Regions from separate parts of the Hordeum vulgare genome. Here region 1 is linked to region 2. A link is a contact called in public Hi-C data. All regions are on one chromosome and are shown on one strand. Each heading gives the region's core, a stretch centred on a gene start, on an enhancer-like site or on the middle of the called end of the contact. The rest is flanking DNA. Distances are from core to core; before and after follow the strand shown. Region 1 overlaps LOC123428101 (ferrochelatase-2, chloroplastic). Region 2 overlaps LOC123428060.

What was found. A called contact is a pair of places that touch in the nucleus more often than the background predicts.
Region 1: a contact with region 2 is called in a Hi-C map of seedling, with 4 times the contacts expected there. The contact joins two enhancer-like sites. A contact is called at or near these places in 2 of 6 Hi-C or Micro-C datasets (leaf and seedling).

What each region holds. Positions count from the first base shown.
Region 1 is chr1H:175,267,929-175,271,626 of MorexV3_pseudomolecules_assembly, forward strand. LOC123428101 (ferrochelatase-2, chloroplastic) reads right to left here. Exons shown (of 9, transcript XM_045112284.1): 6 at 3,202-3,354; 7 at 2,874-2,974; 8 at 2,546-2,747; 9 at 1,312-1,856. The coding sequence ends at 1,632. Among protein-coding and RNA genes, the nearest start is that of LOC123428101, 19 kb to the right of the region's middle. Within about 2 kb of position 1,698, at least 2 of the 3 cell types and tissues checked have open chromatin away from gene starts, as enhancers often do. A contact at or near this core is called in seedling, where this site is marked.
Region 2 is chr1H:174,572,808-174,576,606 of MorexV3_pseudomolecules_assembly, forward strand. It overlaps LOC123428060, which reads left to right. Exons shown (of 10, transcript XR_006622477.1): 7 at 1-737; 8 at 844-1,691; 9 at 2,290-2,730; 10 at 2,807-3,020. Among protein-coding and RNA genes, the nearest start is that of LOC123428060, 9.4 kb to the left of the region's middle. Within about 2 kb of position 1,479, at least 1 of the 3 cell types and tissues checked has open chromatin away from gene starts, as enhancers often do. A contact at or near this core is called in seedling, where this site is marked.

The DNA.
Region 1 (3,698 bases), core at 448-2,947, 700 kb after region 2:
GGCGGAGAGTGTCGATTAGGAGCACCATGGACGTAGCAGCGTTGGAGAAGAGGCCAACACGCCAGCGAGATGATTGTGCTACCTTCCCCTCGGCTTCCTTGTACGCTGCGATGGATTCTTTGCTGAGCCGAAGCGGCTTAAGAGCATGGTGGGAGTGATGGTGGTGTGGCAAGTTTCTCGTGAGGAACCAGGCCGGCGATGGAGATTAGTTGATCTCTAACATGGGCGACGAAGATGAGGGCGGGACGTTGCAGCCGTAATGTGGAGCAGCTGAGCACCGCCGGGGCAACGAAGCAGATGGGTGCTAGACGATGTAGCTGCGCCTGTAGAGGAGACAGAGGTAAGGCTAGGCACCGGCGATAGGTTAGCCGAGCTCGGCAAGCCTAGAGATGAGCACCCTTGAGATGAGACGTGGGAATAGGCTCGTCGGTTGGCGGGATTTACTCGCGTGGTAGGTAAGCTAGCAAGATTTACGAGGAGCTAATTACGATAGATTAAATTAGCAGAAATATTGACCGTGGGATTAAATAGGAATCAACGGTGTTCGGCGCGTCTGAGAAATGCTTTCTATCAGCCTACTGAGAGGAAGTGTTTCCTTTGGCTATAGCACAGTGTGTACCGTGAAATAGAAAAAATTACACCACCTAATCACATGTTAAAAAATCACCTTTGGCTTCAAAAAATAAAAGAAAAAACAAATCAGACGTGGATGGAGAGCCGCCGCATCTAAACGCAGCGGTGTGCACATTACAGATTAGATTTTTCCTTTAATCATTTGAGTTTATTAAAGGGCGTGCATCACTCATGCACAAACCAGGGGCGCTCACTTTTCAAGAAAATAAATACGTTTGGCAGGGTGAGGCTCCAGGCCTTGCGCATGATCTTGTAGCCAACGATTCGACTGTGCTCTGCGCGGGCCGAAAGTTTCGGTCGTCAGCTGTCGCACGTTCGTATTGTTAGATCTATCCATGCAATAAATATTTTTCAATGCAATAAATTTTCATATGGTTGCAACGAAAATATGATTATAGCAGAAAAATATCAACGTGATCGTAGAAAAAAAACGACGTTGATGATGCGTGATAACAAAACAAAAAAAAGGTTATAACAAAGTAATCCGATAAACTCTGGTTGCAACTCTCACGAACGTGGATGCAACTTTTTTACTGAACGATTGCAGCAAATAATGATGTTGGTTGTAGCAAAAATTAACACGGTTGTAGCAAAGTAATTAAACACCGATTGTAACGAAAAATCCGACGAACTGGAGTTGCAACCAAACGTATATGCAGCTTTTTTACTGAACAAATGTAGCAAATAAAAAACGCTTGTAGCAAATATGAGCGTTAGTTGCAACAAATTTAGACGAAAAAAATTGTATGCCTAATCAGCGATTTGCGTGGCCGGCCGAACGGTTCGGCCGGCGCACCGGCCAGAAACGTTTACCTATTGTAAAGCTCTCTTGAGTCTAGCATATTTACACCGGTAAATTCAGTCCATACTTTCCTTTCTTGGCGTAAGGCAAATCGATCCATCATCATATATAGCATCAGGACATTCCCAAATGAACCAAAATTACCATCAGATCCCCTCAAGGGGAGACCTGAAATCCATCCATCCATCCCCGCTTATCAAGGGAGAGGTGGCAAGATACCCCACTGGTGCAAGAGCCCCTGTCCGGTTGTTACCTCCAGCACCAGGAGAGCCAACACGGCCAGCATAGCAGCACGTCCATTCCATGTCTCGGCACTCTTCGTCCAGCCCCACTCCCACACAATCACCGGAGGAGGCAGCATGTCGCGCTTCGAGTCGTACGCTGCTAGCAGCTCCTCCACGCTTCCAAGTGGCACCAGTGACTGCAAAGATAATTCACCATATTTCACTGGAAATTCTACTGTGAAAGAGTGTAAGTTTGCTTCTTGATTAAATTGAAAATTGCACTACTCAACGCCAATTCCTTCAGATTTACAAACTACTGGAAGTTCAATTATTATTTTCAAAAAGGGGCGCTTTATTATTACTTCAAAGATTTAAGCATTACAGGAAGTTCAATTATTTAGGAAATCGTTCAATGAATCACTACTACGCTGACCACGGAAGTCCAAGTGATCAGCGCTTTGACCAGTCAGATTTTCATATGAGGGGTGTTCCATCTAGGACGTGTTTTTGCATGTCACTTGCGTTTAAACAATTTTAACATTACTTATTTTCTGCTGACCTTAATTCAATATTTGTTCTTAAGTTTTAATGCTACTCATATATTCTTATGTTTTATTATTTACAACCAATGTACTCATATATTAGTTGTAGTAACATCTTATATTATACGTAGGACGGAGGGAGTACTAGTTAAACAAAATCAGCTCCAATTTGCACCAGTATATTCTGAGTCATATAAGCTCACTGAATCACCAAGCCTGTGTTTTAAGTTTTACCTCGAGGTTGAAAAAAACACATGCATATTAGAATATTGGAAAGTGACATGATTGATTAAACTATAAAACACAAATAAAATGCATTTTGCATGTCCTGTGATACTTGTTACCTGCCGAGCCTCAAGGTTGGAAACTGCCATTGCGCCAACATAAGGCAGGCTTTCAATAACAGCATCCGCAAGATCTGAAATGAATGTGGGCTCACAACCTAAAGCAGGAACTCGTCCCCAGTGCTTTATACCAGATTGTAAAGCCAGCTCCTTGTACTCCACGTCGATTTCTTCCAATGTCTCAATGTGTTCGCTGACAAAACTGAAGAGAGAAGACCAGAATAAACAATCATGCTTATCAAACAAATAGTCTAGTTTATAACGGGCATAACGCATATAGAGTATCACTTTAATTACGACAGCAGAAAGCAAGTTAAGAGAAGTATACCTTATGGGAACTGCTAGAAGGCTCTTTACCCCTCTCTGCCCAAGAGCAATAATTGTCTCGTCAGTGTAGGGTTTCAGCCATTCCACTGGTCCCACTCGGCTCTGGAAATTTATGCCAATATGTTAGTTTAGAGGGCCAGATAACACTTTAAATAAGTCTAACCATCATGTATCTGCTGCTGTAATTGGACTGGAGCAACCACTAAATGGATGTTATACTAGTGATATACACTACATAGGCTCCGCATTTGGATGGTGATTGCAAAAGCCAAGGAGTACTGTAGTTGCTTACGTAAAATACACAGGGTATCAGCGTGTGATGTATTGACCTGATAAGCAAGTGTACATGGATTTTCCATTCCTCTTTTTTCGAGCTCCTCCATGATAAGATCCACGCACTCTTCCATCTCTGCTTTATACGGATCACCAGCTTCTTCAACGTATGCCAGAGGAACTCCATGAGCACTGAAAAATATCATAACCTGCAAATCTCATATCCCATCAGGTATAATACTTCATTCATCGGAACAAAGAAACTGAAAAGGCTAAGAAAATAAATGGATGCAAAATAGGAATAATCTAAGATATATCTTCATCAATTATACGGATCTGTCTGAAGTTAAGAAAATAAATGGATGCAAAATAGGAATAATCTAAGATATATCTTCATCAATTATTAGATATTTTCACTTGAAGCTTATCATACTAGGGTAACTGCTGTAGAACTGGATGGGGTGCTTTCTTTGTTGCAGGACTTTCGGCTTGAGCATCAGCCAGACCAAAGGTTCATCGCTCACAGCCTGCCCTTCTCCAAGAATGTGTATGC
Region 2 (3,799 bases), core at 229-2,728:
TTAGTCATGGTTTTGATATGGTTGTTATCGATGAGGCAGCTCAGGCCAGTGAAGTAGGAGTCCTCCCTCCACTTGCACTTGGTGCCGCTAGATGTGTCTTGGTAGGTGATCCGCAGCAGCTCCCTGCCACTGTTATTAGTAAAGCGGCTGGAACTTTACTCTATAGCAGGAGCCTTTTTGAGAGGTTTCAGCAGGCTGGTTGCCCTACCATTTTGTTGTCAGTGCAATATCGGATGCATCCCCAGATCCGAGAGTTTCCATCACGATACTTCTATCAAGGCTGCCTTACAGACAGTGAAAGCGTTGTCAAACTGCCTGATGAGGTGTATTACAAAGATGCATTAATGGCACCTTACATTTTTTATGACATCTCACATGGTCGTGAGTCTCATAGAGGGGGATCATCTTCATACCAGAATGTTCATGAAGCTCAGTTTGCATTGCGTTTATATGAGCATCTTCAGAAACTTGTGAAAGTTAATGGTGGTAAGAAGGCATCTGTTGGTATAATCACTCCATATAAGTTGCAGTTGAAGTGTCTTCAGCGGGAATTTGAGGAGGTCATGAATACTGAGGAAGGGAAAGATATCTACATAAATACAGTAGATGCTTTTCAAGGCCAGGAGCGTGATGTGATTATCATGTCATGTGTCCGTGCTTCAAATCATGGTGTGGGTTTTGTTGCAGATATACGGCGCATGAATGTTGCTCTTACTCGAGCTAGGAGAGCTCTATGGGTATGGTCTGTCCTCCTTAAAAAAATGCATCAGGACCACTGTACTACTACTTCAAACATGCTCTGATCAAATGCTACTGTACTAATAGTTATTCGTCGTTTTCTAGGTTGTTGGTAATGCCAGTGCTCTCATGCAGTCAGAGGACTGGGCGGCGCTGGTAGCAGACGCAAAGGCCAGGAAATGCTTCATGGACTTGGATAGCATCCCCAAGGACTTTCTGGCCATGAAGATCTCTTCCAACACTCCAGGAAGGAATTCTTCAAACAACATTAGGAACTTGAGGACAGGTGGACCAAGACCTAGGCATCTGGACATGCTTCAGGACCCCAGGGTTGGCATGAAGGCCGATGAGGAAGAGCGTGCTAACTCTGTTCCAAGAAATGCCAGTTACCGGAATTTGGATGACCTGGGACGCTCTGGTGATAGATCTAGAGAAAGTTTACAGTTTGGAGTGGCCAGGAGGCCGAATTCATCTAATGGTTCTAGGCGAGAAGTCTGAAGACAATGCATTGCTATCTTCATCTTTGCGTGTGCGTCACCTATTGAAAGATGTACACCCTTGGTGGGTTTTGTTAAGGAGAAGGAATTGCTATTGACACAACGAGAGGATTCCTCGTGAAATGGGTAGGCGTTTGGATGGCATGTTGCAACAATAGGCCATTGACGGCAGGCCAATCAGATCATCAGATGGCGCTCTGTTGGGCGGTTCAGATTATGGAACAAAGAAAGACTGCCTCAGGTCCATAGTCTACTGCAATTGTGCAGAACACATTCGGTCTGATTATATAACTAGACTTCCACAAGGCTGCAGCTGGATGGTTTCTTTCTGGGATTGCAATACTTGCTTTAGTGCTTAACAGGATACTGTCTTTCTCATAGATATAAATACATGCGCATGGGCATTTCCATTTTGAGACATGCCAGTAGAGATAAATCTCACTGGCCCTAGAGCAGGTTAGGTTTCAAGCTTTACCGCAAGATTGCTGCTAGCTGCAAACATGCGTTGCTTGATATGCCCCTGTAGAATCAGTGTTGCTAACATAGGCAGGGCTTCTGTAACATATGACATAAGCTCCCTCTGTGTACAAAGTCCACATCTAGAAAAGAAAATCATTTTTTCATTCAGTTGCTTTGTTATCTGTCAGTTATTTTGAGATTGTTGAATGATTTTTTATGTTGTTGGATGATGGTACCATGTGTTCAGTTTATGTTCTTACCTGTTTTGTATCTTGTTGATTATTGTACTTCTATGTTGATCTGTGGTATAGCTTGTGCTCTTTGAAATGATCTGGTGTCAGTTGTGCTGCTTTTTTTGTGTGTAGACTTTCTGCATGGTGTTTGGTTGGAATCATTGATGTAAAATTCCAACCAGGGTGACGTAGTACATGGTTTGGACTTTGTGGAAGTTCTGTTTGGATCCTTTTGTTTTTTTTGTCCGATATCTGAGATCCCATGTTAGCATAAGCCAGCCCTTGTTTTTCTTTTTTGAATCAGATTTGCTGGTTCTTGAGTTTACAGGCATGTACTTATCTTGTTCATGTTCTATATGCAGGGTATACCTGATGATGTTCCACAATCTGTCCTGAGGATCTTTAAAACACTGAGGACACATCTTAGGCCCTGATTGGATTGTTGTTTTTCATCGCTTTACACCTGTAAAAGATACAAACCTCCTGTAAATTAAATACCGGTGTAGAAAAATACACGGATTTCAAGCGGAGTCTTAGCGTGGAATGCTGCTGCTTCGGTGGTGGTCCTGTGAAGTGTCAGGTTAGCATAAGGTGGCCCTTATTATTTTTTGTCTGAATCATATTTGCTTGTTCGGAATTTCGCAGGCCTGTGTTGTACTGTACTGCTCTTGCTCTTGGTCTTTCTTCTTGGTCTTGTACTGTACTGTATCACAACCTGTCCTGCAGAATTTCAGAATGCTGAGGGCTATGACTTCGGTCCTGGCCGGATGCTGCTGGACGGTGGTGGTCAATGAAGATCTCAGGTATGCTCAAAATGTTCTTTTGTTTCTTGGGTTATCAGATTTGCTGGTTCTCCATTTAATTCCTCTTTTCATTCAGGGTGTTTCCTGTTCAGTTGGTTTTGATCCTGTTGATGAAAAGAGTACTTTGCCAGCTTGGTGTGATGCATGAATGCCCCCAGGAATACCTTACGTCCAAGCTGGAGTGCTTTTCTTGTACTTGAAGTCAAACATGCTGCAAATTGTGATTATATCAATTCGCGATGTAACACGGATTATGAATATTTTTTTGACGAAAGGATCTGATACTAGAATGAGCTGTTGACACGTCGGTGCCGCCGCTTCTATACCCCGGAGCTGTAGTAGTTGCTGTTGAATCAATCTGAAAAATATGTCACCAAATATCGTGTAGCCGACGGTGGTGGCTTCTATACCCCGGAGCTGTAGTAGTTGCTGTTGAATCAATCTGAAAAATATGTCACCAAATATCGCGTAGCTGACGGTAAGTGAGAATCACCACCGGGGAGGGGGCGGATCTGTGTGGAGAGGAGGGAACGACCCCTTCGTCGAAATTATGTGGTCATGGGTCAAAATTATGTGGTCATGTAGGATAAATGATGAGGTGGAGAAGAGAGAATTCATAAGAAAATATTTGTCTTCTCTTATTTAAGAGAGAACTAAGATGTGATCTTTTAACATGTCTCATCATGTTTTTTAGGAATAACTAGATATTGAAGTTAAGGCTAAGAGGTGACCCATTATAAGACATTTTTTTGTCATCTTTAAATTACATGCAGGACTTAAGATATGGCTATCTTATCAACTATTGTACATATCCTTACCCTTCGGAAGGGATGTGACTCTTGCCTCTCTCTCTTTACAACCAACCGATGTCCAGTTGTGTCTCTTTGAAACAACACATCCCTACTAGATGTACATATATGTATCGGACTGATAAAAAAGAGATGGTTTTCCATTATTTGTCCTCTCGTTTTTCTTCAACACGTCATTAGCACGCTCTACGGCGGAGCGATTTCACGTTGAGGTAGGCCCGTGTGTGGCACGCGAGCACGCTCTCGAGAAATTTCACGGT